Linked DNA regions of Drosophila melanogaster: region 2 is linked to region 1. A link is a contact called in public Hi-C data. All regions are on one chromosome and are shown on one strand. The core of a region is the stretch at or near the end of the contact, and the rest is flanking DNA. Distances in the headings are between cores, read along the strand shown. Region 1 holds the start of lncRNA:CR44218 (long non-coding RNA:CR44218). Region 2 holds the start of cbt (cabut).

Region 1 (6,671 bases), core at 2,173-4,672:
AACAAAGCCTAAAATGGAGCAAACAAGGCCATTTTACGATTTCAGCATACCATACAACAAGGACGACTCCGTGTTGCGGGCCCTGCTTAACGAGCTGGTGGAAAGTGAGTGAGAACAAATGACCATACAGAAGATTCCCACGACATCCGACATACTCGTTGCAGCGGGCTACAAAACAGTGGCCATCGACCAGAGTTTCGACCACAGCAAAAAGGATCCGGGCAAACGTGGGTCCGAGATGTTTCCCGAGCCTCATAAGATCGAGCATCTGCGCAAGGAGTTCCAGGACAAGCTGAGAATCCTGCAGAGAATCACCATTCTCTACGTAGACGTCAATGTGGCCCACGCGATGGTAGGAACACTTGATGATGGATAATAGCAAGTTAATTTGTATTTGTTGCTGTAGAGTGTCTCCCATAATCTGCGGAAGTTCAATCTCATCGCTGGCCAACCGAAAACAGATGCCGCCCTGACGGTAAGTCACTATAAGTACCACCTTCAAATCATCATTTAACACGGACCATCTAAGCACTGCTGCACTGCCTTCAATGGGGACTTGATAACTTTTGATCCTGTGGCTGGGTCCCGACTCTTGGTAAACCGAAAAGCATACCAGGTGGCAGTCCGTCGGGGCATGTTCTTCGAAATTAAATACGCTCCATCTATCTGCGATTCGAATAACAGGAAGGACATGATAAAGATCGCCCAGAACTATTGCACCAAAGGGAAGTCCAAGAACGTTATCTTCAGCAGTGGTGCGGCGCACGAATTCCAGCTGAGAGGACCTTACGACGTTGCTAATTTGTAAGATATAGCTAACTAGATTACCTTTAAGATGAAGTCTAATTGGTACTAACATTTTAAAGGGCCTTTATCTTCGGCCTATCAGAGGACCAAGGGAAAAATGCTGTGGACGGGCACTGCCGGGAACTTTTCCTGAAGGCTGAGGCGCGTCGTCTGGGAAAAACCATCATGTTTCTCAAAGGAAACGGTCCCATAATATACTCGGATAGCTCTGAGGACGAGAAAAGCACCGAAGACGAAATGAAGGGTCTAAAACCGCAAATTGGAAAAGCGGATGCATTTGAAGTCAAAGACGGAACTGAGCACGCTATTAAACGACTTAAAGTGGCGTAGCCTTTAACTAAAATACATCAGCTTTTTTAATAAGTTGGCTAGTTTTGATTTTACGACGAAAGCCGGCTAACGTAACGTAATGGTTTTGGGTCTAGGCTGCACGTGGTTTGGGTCCAGGAAAAGGTCGACAGTTTTACTTCAGCAGCTACATGTCTAACTATACCCGATTGACTATGCTAATTATCGTTAAATTTTAAGTTGTTTGTTAAATAATATTTCCGTTTGTTGTCATTTGTACATTAGTGATGTCAGTAGCGATATTTAAAATAATATATCGATGGCATAAAAAGAAGAACCATCGATTGGCGGGTATCCGGGACTTCTGGCAACATTGATTTTCGTCCCAGCTCTAGCGTACAACAACAAAACAAAATGGAGGTCTTTGATGTGTGTGTCGCGTTGTCTTGAAATTTGCTGCTAGAATTTTGCGTTAAACGGTAATTTAAAGTGCAAAGTAATTAAGAAAAATTGCTTTAAAACGCTTGCCAGGGTGCCGGCATCTGGAAAAGCACCAAATCTGATCGGAGTTGAGCGTATTTTAAGCAAAATTAGCATTTGAAAAGTGGTCGAAACCGAGTCACTTGAAAAGAAAAAATGTGCAAAGAGGAGAGTGGAGAGTAAGACAGAGAAAGCAAAAAGAGCAAGAAGACAAGCGACGAGACGAAAAGAAAAACGGCAAAGCAAAAGAAATATATTTCGCGAGACTACGAAGAAAAGCTGAAAAGTAGCAGCCGTCGAATTTCAATTGTTTTTTCCCCCGCAGTTCCAAGTGCATTTCTCTATGCGCCTGTGTTCGTGTATGTGTGTGTGCGAATAATTAATGGCAAAATTGCCGAAGAACATCGAAAATCAAATCCGAAAATGTGAGCGGCGACCGTCTAATACAATTAAAAATGGTCATCATCGGGAAGTTTGTGTATGTGTGCGATGCTCGCTTGCGTTTTCGTCTTCATCATGTTTGAGTGTAATTATCACGTTGATTATTGCCTGCTCATTTGATTTCTTTCTCCAACTTCTATTCGCCATATTCTTTACTCCCGCTTTTTACTCAAAAAAAATTAAAACTGTTGGTGGTTATAGCTAGGACTTTTTTTCTCGTAACGCTTGTAGCATACATTTTGTGTATGTATTTGTGCCCCGTTTCGCTGCAGTGTTGCCAACATTATTCGGGTGATGCAGCGCCGCACATTTTGCACCTGTGCAGGAGACAATCTCTCCCCACCCTCACTCACGCCCCGTGGCGCATTTATCCATCTACCATAATGGCCATTGCTACAGTTGCTCTGCCAACGTCGCAGTCGACGTTCTCGTTGCTCTTTTCACAGTTTGTTATTATTGCGATGGGACAAACCGAAGTGCAAATCATATTCCCAAATTAATTGTCTTATTTTTCGATTAGGTTTATTTCAATGGCTCGATTTTAATTTAAGAAATAAACAGGAAAACTACTCGAAAATCTAGCAAAACATCCGCAGGTTTGAGAAGACGATTCTGTTGCAGATAAAATTTCTCCTCGTTTTTTCTACAAATTTAATCTGTGCTGCAAAACAACCAACAACTCGAGTGCAATCTTTTTCTTTTTATAACAAATTTGGTGTTCTTGGTCCAAGCTGCACTGTAGCTGTCATCAATATTTCTATATTGATAGTCTAAAGTAGCACTCACATAGATACAGTGCACATATGCAACGGTATCCCCATTTGCGGCTCTTCCTCTTTGATTGGTTTTTGCTCTGCTTCGGTCGCTGTGTCAACTCATCTGTCTGCCTCCATCTTCCTCGCTCCACTCGCTCTCTTCTCATTCGGTGCACACACTCACAGTTGGCAGTGCTTGGACACACGTTTTTCTAGCCGGGCCACTCTTTCTCTGATATGCTGGTCTGCTCTTACACACACACCGCCGCTACGACGCGCAATTGATGAGAGAGCGTAAAATTCATGCGCTTGTCGCCGCTCTCGACGCGTCGCGTCGTCTGTTGTGCATCTCTTCTTCTTCCACTCGGCGGCTGTAACAATTTTTTTCCATTCCATTCCATCTTCGTCTTTTTTCTTTTTTTTACTGGTGCAATTACCAAGGCGCAGAGATTTTTCCCCTCATTTCCAGCAATATCTATCGATTTCTTTGTTTCTTTTCGGCTGTAAAAAACTACTTTTAATTGTAATTACCGCGCGTTTGTGTGAGTTAGTGAGTAAGTGAGATGGAATCGGGCCGCGAGAAGAAGAAGCAACAGTCACAATTGCAACCGTTGCGCTTTTGTAGTTTTTGCCATTGCGTCTTCTTCTTGCAACGGCAATTGTGCTACAATTATTATTTCGCATGTGTATCTACACTTGAATTAGCATTGTTGTTGTGCTTCTTGTTGCCCTTTCATTCGCCGTCATCTGTCATTTCGTTGCGCTTAACTATCGATAACTTGCGTCCAAAATGATTGCGTGACCAAAAACCAAACCGAAAAACAAAAGAAAACGGGAGAAAAAAAACTAAAGAGAGCAACGTGAACCGTACAAATGAACTGTAAATTGTGAGAACCTGCGATAATAAACAAGATAAAGTCAAATGGATTAGCAGCAAAAAAATAATTTAAAAATGGTGAGTAATACTATTTTCAAGTAAATTGTTAATGTAAGTACTCCTCTCCAAACGGAGTCGTGAAAGTGCGAGCGATTTACAACAATGGCCAGGCAGAAAATGCTTTTTAGAAATAATTATGTATCTTTAACCGAAAACAGATACACACACTCAGCGAGACACGCAACACAGACATATAAACGAATTGAGCGAAAAGTCACAAACACAAACGCCAGCGAAATAATTTCAATCAACTCTTTTCGGCGAAGAAGAAGAAAAAGCAGCGAAAAAACGTCACACGCCTGTTTTCTCCCTTTACACCTCGCCTCTCGTCGTATTCTTCCCTCCCCCACTCGTTAATATGCGAATAATGCTAAAGTTGGGGCGAGTGGGCAGTTCCACCACTCATTGCTTACAGTTGTTCTTGTTTTCGTTCGGCTTCGCCGAAAAAATTTAAGTAAAAGGCGAAAAAATAACTTATGTGACGTGAAAATTTGAAGAACACCAGCTGGGTTGGTGGGGGGTATGTTAGAAATCATTGGGAAACAATAGTAAAGCTTTCTTTTCTCGGACTGCAAGTAAAATAGGTGGTAATATATGGATATTAGTTTTTACAGAATTAAATTATAAATTTAATAAAAGTATTGTGAAATTATTAAAATATTAAATGTGTTGCTGTTAACAGATGGATAATCACTCGGTAATCTGTAGTTAAGATTTTGGTAAGGTTCCGTTCAGGCTTTTGACGTACCACTGTACCCAATCAAAATGACCGACGAGCTCAACAAGAAGAGTGATGACGGGCGAGAGAACCGAACGATGGACGGAAAACCGGGCAAAGGCAGCGACAGAGACCAGCGACCATATAATATCATCCGTCCCAAAACACCGAATCAAAACCGACCAAACAACGTCAGGCAGCAACAACAAGGCAAACATATGAACGACGACGACCCCAACTCACAAATACAGCACACCCAGGCCAACAAACACACACAGATGCAGATACAGATACACATGTACAAACAAAAGGCATCACGATATGCGAATGCGAATAAAACAGCAGGAACAACTATGCGGCGAATTTGCACGAATCATGCGAATCTCCAACTCACGCACACATGCATAATACGTGTTTTGTACTTGTCGCCGTAATGTTGTCGCCGCCATTCGCCGTCTTTTCTTTGCATTGCTTCATTTCGCGATTTTCCCCTTGCAATCTCTCTCATCTGATGACCACCCAACAGCAATTGCACAGCGCAACTTTCTCGATTCGAAAAAATGTAATTATTTAAAGTTCACAAACTGCCTACTAGTGCACATGTGTAAACATAATTTTCTAGAAATTGTATTTGCATCTAATGACTGAAACAGCTCATATAGGTCATAAGTTTTGCTTACCATAAACTTATCAAATTTGTACATAGCCTTGTAAACTTTTTTAATCTCTCCTTTTTCTGCCCTGGCTCCCTCGGCTTTTTCGCACTTTTTGTTTTGACTGGCTCATCGCAACCTCGGTTTCCCACTCTCTTTCTATACGAAACAGTCGTTCTGTCGTTTTGTCTCTCAGTCGCTTTTCCTTTCTGTTTGTCTTTCATGCTATTCGTTGTCGGCTACGACGCTGACAGCTCTGCCGCCAAAGGCCGGCACACGGCCCCCCACTCAGCCGTCTGCCCCTTCCCATCCACTGCCGCAGCACGTGATATACATGCTTTGCTTTTGGTTTGCTCTTTATCGTACGCTATGCCATGCTTTTGCTTTTTGTTTTTTTCTCTGCCGACAAAATTTTTGCTCGTTTCACTTGTTGGGTTGTTTTTTTTTTTCTCTCGTTTCTCTTTGTCGTGTGTTTTCGCCGCTCGCTCGATTTCAGCCGGTACACCGCTCTTGAGAGAGCGACTCTCCACTCTCGCTCTTTCGGGGTTCTCTCTGTTTTATTGTTGCTAGATTCACAATGGGCGGCTCTATATCCATTCGATCCGGTTTAGGTCCAGGTGCAAATTTTATAAAACAGTTTCAACTCGATAATCGGGTCAGGACTTGTGTCCTACATGTGTGTGTGCTCGGCTTCCTTTAGTTTTCGGAGTTCTAGCGGGAAACATAGCGTCAGTTTTGCACTTCCAGATTCTCCCGTCTGACTGTTTGCAAAACTATTCTCATTGCATGTCAATGCATCCACCGATTAGGTCTTTTAGTCCCTGGAAGAGTTTTCCTCAGGGTTCATCCAATATTCAGGTGGGTATTGAACTGATAAATAAATGATATTTGATCTTAAAAATAATCATTAAAACATACGACTGGAATAAAATGCATTTACGCAATTCTTATCATTACGATAAACCACATGTTTATCAGTCAGTCGCAATGACAGTTGTCCAATTTATTTTTATACACAAATTTAGATAAGCGAAGTTTATGCATTTTGATCAATTTCTTGGCGTCAATGCTGCAACTACCGCATTCCACTCATCTCTAACGCCAAATGGGCCTGCCATAAATGTTCCGTTACACATTCAAAAGGCGGTGACGTGTTTGTAATTTTTGCCCAACTAACTTTTGTGGGATGTTTGTTGTTGTTGTGTGTACCTTTCGCTTGTTGCAGACTCAGTTTTAGCGGATGGCTCTCAACAGCAGACCAAAGCTCTTTGGCTTTTCCGAAAACTGTGTATGGCTTTCTGCTATTGTGCTTCTTCTTTTGCTACAGCTGCCGCTGTTACTTTACCTATTTTATTACCATTTTTGTGTATGTGTGTGTGAGTGCGCGTTTTGCTGCTGCGCCCATCTGTCTTTGCTCTGCTTATTCTTCGCCAGCGCCCCCCACTCTACCCTAATTCTCTTGCTTCAGCCGCTCTTCGGCTCTGTTTGGACCGCGCTAAGTGACGGACTTGGGTGCCGCTGTTGAATGTGGCTTTTCTTACAAAAACCAACTGTACTTTTTAGTTACTGTTAGCGCGGACACAGCCACTTGA
Region 2 (7,092 bases), core at 3,639-6,138, 230 kb before region 1:
TTCACGTTGACTTCACGTGGCCCCAATCAGACGCCCCAGCGACCTCGTCAACATCGGAATTGGAATTGGAATCTACGTCGGCGGCGGCATACAAAAAACGGGTCTATCAGCGGCCTCCCCGCCCGCGCCCTCAAGCGCACTTATTCTAGATTTATTTATGTTTGTGCCATATATTCATACGCGGTACTCGTGGGGAGCAAGGGGATATTGCGCTCGTACGAGTGTTTGTCGATATAGACACCTGTTTATCGTGAGTGAGATGAGATGGGTGTGAAGTGTGTCTATGAGAGGACATCTCGATCTGTATCGCTTAGAAACACAGATACTTAAAGGCAACTAGCAAAATACTTAAAAAGTAGCTACGATTACTTAGCGACAATCTTGTAAAGTTTTTTAAGGTCAAAGGTAAAGATTTGAAATATGCTAACATTTAGCGTAGCAAAACGAACGTGACGTATATATCTGCCGAATAATTGAGTAATCCTATTATCCATGTAAGGTAAAGTTGAATAAAGAATTCTTGCAACACGGAGGTTCTATAAACCGGGTATCCCTGAGTCGAAAAACGGAATACTCATACTTGCTTTTGTTTGTCCCATATACTATACTATTTTTCCTACTTATTGACGATGTTGTTTATTTCAAGCGCACGACTGACTGATGATGAGATGAGCCTCGTTGCCATTAAGGCGTTCACCTGAACCGGTTCAGGGACGTCTATATCCCTACGATGCTATGTTCTGCCATTCACATCCAATTTCGTTTTGCATTCCAGGGACAACAACTTTCAAGTTCATACAAACATTTGGCAGCTATAGGAACTGGGCCAAGGTCGATTTTTACCGGCAGCCAGAACGGGAAATCGTATGAGAATAAATGCGAGAGGTGCGAGGGAGAAAAGGGGCAGCCAGAGAAAACGCATTAAACATTGACCAGGGCGAACCTTCGCAGCATCGTAAATTTCCATTGGTAAGACCGCAATCCCGACTGAAGGTCGTCTATGCCCCTTCCCTTGCTCTCTTAGCATTGTGCTCATAGTAGACCCCACTTAGCCTTGCTCCGAAGATTCGTAGACGCCGGTTCTCCGCGTTCCGTTCCATTCTGTTCCGACTTAGCTTCCAACTTTGGAGCAACGCGTCGGTGGGCACGTAGGCAGGGAGAAAAATCGACTTAGGGAGAGCAAGTGCATCATTTTGTAGGGGGGATTAAGATTCGTGATAAGTGGGTGGCAAGGGCCGGAAGAATGGGGGCTAGTTATAGAAAATCTTCTATAAGGGCAGTTTTTATACATATATTTCAAAGTCAGACATCCTTATCACAGATTAAATTAAACCTTCAAAAACATATTGCACTTCTAATTAAATAATTTGGTTTCTTTTGCTGAGCAATAGTGGAAAAAGAGATCGGGAATCACTCATTAGATTCGAGTTAGTCATGTGAGTCTTTATAACAAAGATAAATATTTTGATATTTGGCATATGTGACCGCCATATAGACCAATAAGAAGGTTGCGCGTCATGGTGAAATATGAGATAGTTCATAAACAAATTTACAAGATACTTTCTTTAAATATTGTAGACTTGACAATTACAATACAAGGGGAAATTCCGATTCCATTGATTAGTATCTTTCCATCGAACTAGTTGCACCAATTCGAAGAACCCCCATAATCTGTTCAATTGGGGAAAATCTTCTTGTTTGTAAACATGTTTACATGCGTGCTAAATGGAAATTTCTGATTCTTTTGACTTCTGACAAAGGCTGGTAAGCAATATGAAACCAAGAAACTAACGAAGTCTGCACTTGGAGTCACGAGTTGGGCTCATGACGTCATGGAGAGTTTTGACGATCTTGGCGCTTTTTTCGGACGACGTTGTAGCGTCGTCCACGCCCGCGTGCAAGCAGAGGCCAACAAACAGAAACTGTGTGGGAAATGTTTGTGAATGGGAATCGAGGGAAACTAGGAAAATGGGCGTCGCATTTGACGCGTTTGACGTTGTTGCCGTGCCGAATTATAGACCAGTTCCTTATGACTTTTGGTCAGACTGTGTGCCACTCGTTGAGTACATGATTAAATGGATATATGAATAATATCAATAAGCAGCGTTCTTTTTCGAGGCCCTCTGACGTCAGGGTCCACCTGTGATTGACATTTCGACCAACTCCACCGACGGAAAGTTGTCTGCTTGCGCCTTAGGCTTTATTCTGCATGCGATTCCTCTCCTCGTTAATAAGAAAAAAGGAGCGTAGGAGGCCTTGAACCCGGCAGAAGCTCACGCCAACGTCACGCTTATTATGCTGTGACCTTTGACGCGCAACAGGAGCAAGGAGCCAGCGTGGGTGTGACGTCACCGAGCCAACGAGTCTGCTACGTAATGCCAGATGCCAGAAGAGAGTTACGTCAATGCGCAAACTCGCTCTGCGAAAAACGATGAGTTATATGTACATATAACATACATATACATATATATATTGTATTTCTAAGTCGGCCTTTGACACACCGAAAAAAAGGTATTTTGCTTGCTTTTGTGTTGTAGGAACAAGTTTTGAAATCTAAATCAAAGAGTTATTTTTAGTTTTCAGTATTGTTAGTGAGGAATAAGCAATGAATTAACAAACTAAAAAAATATATGTAATACAGCAATTCTATTGTGCAATTCTATAGCACTGACACTCAGTTTTTTCCAGTAGTCAGCGGCCTACGTGCGTTTCCGAAAATGTGCGTGGGCACACGTGAGTTCTGCGAGTCCAGATTTCGCCATCCCAGATTGAGTGGGTGGGCGTGGGAGCTCCGTGGGCGAATGCAAGTCAAGGGAACTGAACTTGAACCCGCCGGGGAGCCGAGATATACGTCTATTTTTAGATCTAACCTGCGGCTGCTGATTGTGTTCAGCCTCCGCAATGCACATGAATTCCCGCTTGATGGATTTGCGAGGACTGGAGGAGCTGGCCGGTGGGGAGCTTCAACTGCGCCGCAGTTTGCATTCAAAATGCGGGGGGTGGGGCGCAATGGAGAGGGGTGCGGTAACGGTATATCGGCCCATTTACACGCCCACATTCGCGAGAGAGTGGAGGCCATCGCTTCAAGTTCCGCGCAAAATTTACACACGAATTCCGATTCCAATCACAAACACGAAGCAAAGACAAAAACAAAAACGCAAGTACTGCAAACCCCCACACGCACACAAGCGCACAGATAGGCACGCCACAGACTGCTGGCATTTTCGCCTCGTCTCACTCGCACTCACTCACTCGTCCGCTCAGGCAAAGTATCAACAAATGTTCACGTGAACATCATGAGGTCAACGCGTGATACCAGACGGACCCACACAGACACTCACGCACACCATAAAACACGCAGGCGAGCTGTTCAGCCGTCAAGAAGGTTATTTTCGAGGGGTCCACTTGGGCATACCCTCTAAAAGCGGCGATAAAGCAGTAGGAGACGGATGGAATGACATTAATTTAGTAACGACAAATATAAAATTTCTTTTTAGGGAATGTGAAGAAAAATAAAACTTAAACTTTTCAGAGATCTGCATCTAATCTAGCTGCTCCCATGCTACCCCTGAATACCCTACACGGCCTGAACAGTCGCCCCACAAGTCTGGTGTGGGGTATGGCGTGCTAGTTATTCGTTGTTGTTGCGCAAGAGAGCGCCAATAACCACAGCTGTTTCTGCCGCTCGCTCTTTGGTGTGTGTGCTCTGTGTACGAGCCCCTTTTTGCTTTGAAAACTGTTACAGGCGAAACGCGAGCATTGCCAGGTAGAATTTACCCGTGTCCTAGGAGGGTTTTCAAACAAAATAAATGTAATCAATTGACGACTTAATTGAGTTACATGCATTCACTGGTGGTGAATAAGAGGATTTTGAAATGCCTGCTTTTCGTGACTCATCTTTGTTATCTCCCAGTTTCTTGGGCCTGGCAATGCTCCCCGTCAACTGTTGAGCTCCCATACTCTCCTGCTTTCGCACTATGCCTTTCGTTTATTAATGAAATCCGTGTCTGCTTAAAGTCAGACTTCCAAAGTTAATGCAAATATATGCGGCCAGGTCTTAGATTTCAGCTTGAGGGGCGTCTGCCAGGTTTCGAGCCAGTTTTAAAGTATTTTTTCAGCCGATTATTCACAGACTTCCGTGGCAACAACTACGTCAGCTACTCAGACACGGCTTTGGGGTGTGTCTGTGAGTGTGTCGGTTGGTGTGCGCTGTGCACGCGGCTGGGGCATGCACAGCCCATGAATAGACAGCCGATGGAGCCCCACACCCTCCCCAGCTCCTCCTCTACTGACCCGTTCTCTATAGCACCAAACACAAGACCCCGCAGTGAACAGCTGATGACGTCCATGCGTTGATTACGTGCTCTGCGGGCCTCTCTCCTACTGGCTGTGTGTCTGTGTCCTGCACAGAAAGAAATCGCTTCGGTGATTTTTTGGGTCTTCTCGGAAAAGATGGCAACATTTAAAATAGCCATACACTTTTAGAGAGTTTACTAAAAACGATTTGGGTTCACCTGAATCTCTTTTAACTTATTGCCAACCAACATTACAGTCTAAAATTGAGTTAACAGAGATGTCATTCTTTACGGGCTATTTTGTCCGGTGCACGTGGGTTGCTGAGAGGTGAGTGAGCAGGAGACCTGACCTTTTTCTTTTTTGCGCCCGAGAGAGAGGAGCCGAGGAGGTGCTGCCCACGTTGCTGGCTGATGTTCGTCCGGGTTACATTGCACTGGTTGCTCCACTGCCGATGACGATGGCCCGCTCACACACACTTGCCCGTTTCCAAGTGATTACGTCGTCGGCGGCTCCACTCACTCACACTTGCACAGCCTCTGCCGGCAGCGGCGTCGGCGGCGGCAGCTCTGCTGGGAGCTGAATGGCTTTGCCTTTTTCATTCGTCTCTTGAATTCCGAACGCAACGGTTCGCCTTCGCTCCAAAACGGCAAGCGGCACTTGAAAGCGCCAGTGCAAAGTTAGCTGAAGTGCAAAAATCTACACAAACTGAGATTAAACCAAGTGATTAGCCCCGGAACAAAACAAACAAACAAACACAGACTCTTCAATAAAAAAAAGAGAGTGCAACTGAAATTTGAAAGTGCAATGGACATGGATACCTTGCTACCTTCACCACCCGCAACGCCCCCACTAAGGGAAAACAAGTTGGAAATCGTAAGTGACCTACAAAGTGGATATATACAGTGTACGCTAGTGTAATTAGTGCTTATTGAGTGGGGATAGTGCATTCAAGGCAGCGGAAAATCAAACGGAATCGTACTTAGCTCGCTCTCGCTCCCACTTGCCGCGTTTCTAAAAACAAAGTGCCTCGTCCCGCTCGCACTCGCACACAGCCATGCGATCACGCAGCCAACACGCTTTCACGTGAACACCGCATGCACAGCGAGTGATGTGTGAGTGCGAGCGAGAGGCCGCAGCTGAACATTGGACTTGGCACCACTAGGAAAAAACAACAGAAAAGCAAAAGAGAGAAGGTGAGTTGCCAATTGGCAACTGTAGGCGAGCGGTGGAGTGTGAGAGGAAAGAGAGGGCCTAGCCAAAAGCTAGGCAAACAGGCCAAGCCCCAACCCATAAAACCATGTCACATTTCTGGCTCGTTTTTTATCTGGCCAAGAAAGAAACAAACAAACACTGTCGCACATTAGAGCGCAACGTGCCGAGCCCATAAAAAGATTTCGACGTCTTCGCACGAGTCATAATACACCCCTCGCATTCGCCTTCCCCATGAAATCACCCACCTGAGGCACGTCATAATAATACTGGTGGTGTGGCTGCATTTTCCTTGCATGCTTTTAGGCGCAATTTTTAAATGGTTCTAGAATATGCGCCGAAAACGCAACAGTTGCTCATGTTTTCATCCTTAAAAATTAAGTAGTGAAATTTGAAAAGTCCATATTAAGAACAGTTTTTAAAATTTTAAGACATTTTTTGTTTCTGTCAGGAGCACATCAATTTAAAGACTTTTATGTGGTCATCAATACAGTATTCACCTTTAACATTTACATACGTCTATAATTTAAAGCACAGCTGGCAGCAACAGTTAATGAGTAATATTCTGTCACCCCAAACGGCCTTTAAAAGAGTTCAAAAACCGCCAAAAACAAAGTTCCCTTGGCCTTTCGAAGGAGCATTGAACCTGGGGTTGGGCGGGGTATTGCAGGGTGTGTGAAGGTTAACGGTGAACGGCCTTGTCAGCCGCCGGCGTAATTAGCGAATTGCGAGGAAAAGTTATTGTGGGTCAATGCTGGTCAGCGAAAAGTGAATGGGACTGTGAATGTGAATGCACTCCTCAGAACATAAACTCGACAATGTTAACGAACTCTGACTAACCCTGAACTTGTTCTTTCCTTTTCCAGGTCGCCAAGGACGAACAACAGGTGAACGAGAATCTGCTAAAGGCAAAGCTCAAGCTGGTGGCCCAAAAGAGTCAGAAAAATGGAGGGATTATTACACCAAATCCATCGGACACGGAAGACGAGGCTCCCGAAATAGCGGTTCCCAACAAGAAACCCCGTTTGGAACAACCTGCTATGAGCATGACACCGCCGCCGGATCAAAAGCTGGACGATGATCAGAAAGCGGAAAGGGTTAGCGTCATCATGCGGGTCAACAGTTCTGGCGCTGTCTCTTCTAGTAGCCAAGACGAGAACTCATCTAGTTCCACCTCCTGCTGTAGTTCCTCTTCCAACACAAACACAAGTACAAGTTCAGTACCACCCACTGTGGAGGACGACTATCCAGAGGCCAATGTGTGGCGCAATCTCAAGTTCAAAATGAACAGAAAGCGTGCTGCAGAAGTGGCACTACCCCCAGTACAAACACCCGAGACACCAGTTGCGAAGCTTGTAACGCCACCTGCTCCAGCGGAATGCATCAAGGAGGAGGAAATAAAACCTATTCTGACACCGATATATGTTAGCCCAGTAGCTTCGTCTGCCAGCCAACTTATCCTGCTCAGCACAGTGGCCGCCCAACAGAGCCCCACACCCGTACCCAAAACGCCAACAATGTCCGAGGAGAAACTAACAACCAGAATTACGGCCGCCCAGGCGGCGGCCACCAGAAGTCGCATCTACG

What was found. Hi-C and Micro-C count contacts between places; a contact is called where the count stands out from the background.
Region 2: a contact with region 1 is called in a Hi-C map of the Kc167 cell line, with 3 times the contacts expected there. The contact joins the promoter of cbt here to the promoter of lncRNA:CR44218 in region 1. A contact is called at or near these places in 5 of 107 Hi-C or Micro-C datasets (the D17-c3 cell line, the Kc167 cell line, the ML-DmBG3-c2 cell line and 2 more).

The regions. Positions count from the first base shown.
Region 1 is chr2L:245,660-252,330 of dm6, reverse strand. It overlaps lncRNA:CR44218 (long non-coding RNA:CR44218), which reads right to left and starts at 3,422. Exons shown (of 1, transcript NR_073677.1): 1 at 2,519-3,422. kis (kismet) reads left to right here and starts at 1,508. Exons shown (of 18, transcript NM_078717.3): 1 at 1,508-1,574. It overlaps Rpp30 (RNaseP protein p30), which reads left to right. Exons shown (of 5, transcript NM_001272879.1): 1 at 1-104; 2 at 165-352; 3 at 407-475; 4 at 530-804; 5 at 867-1,292. The coding sequence starts at 14. The coding sequence ends at 1,137.
Region 2 is chr2L:477,484-484,575 of dm6, reverse strand. It overlaps cbt (cabut), which reads left to right and starts at 4,888. Exons shown (of 2, transcript NM_164384.2): 1 at 4,888-5,169; 2 at 6,372-7,092. The coding sequence starts at 5,101. All of the region lies in intron 1 of ush (u-shaped), which reads right to left.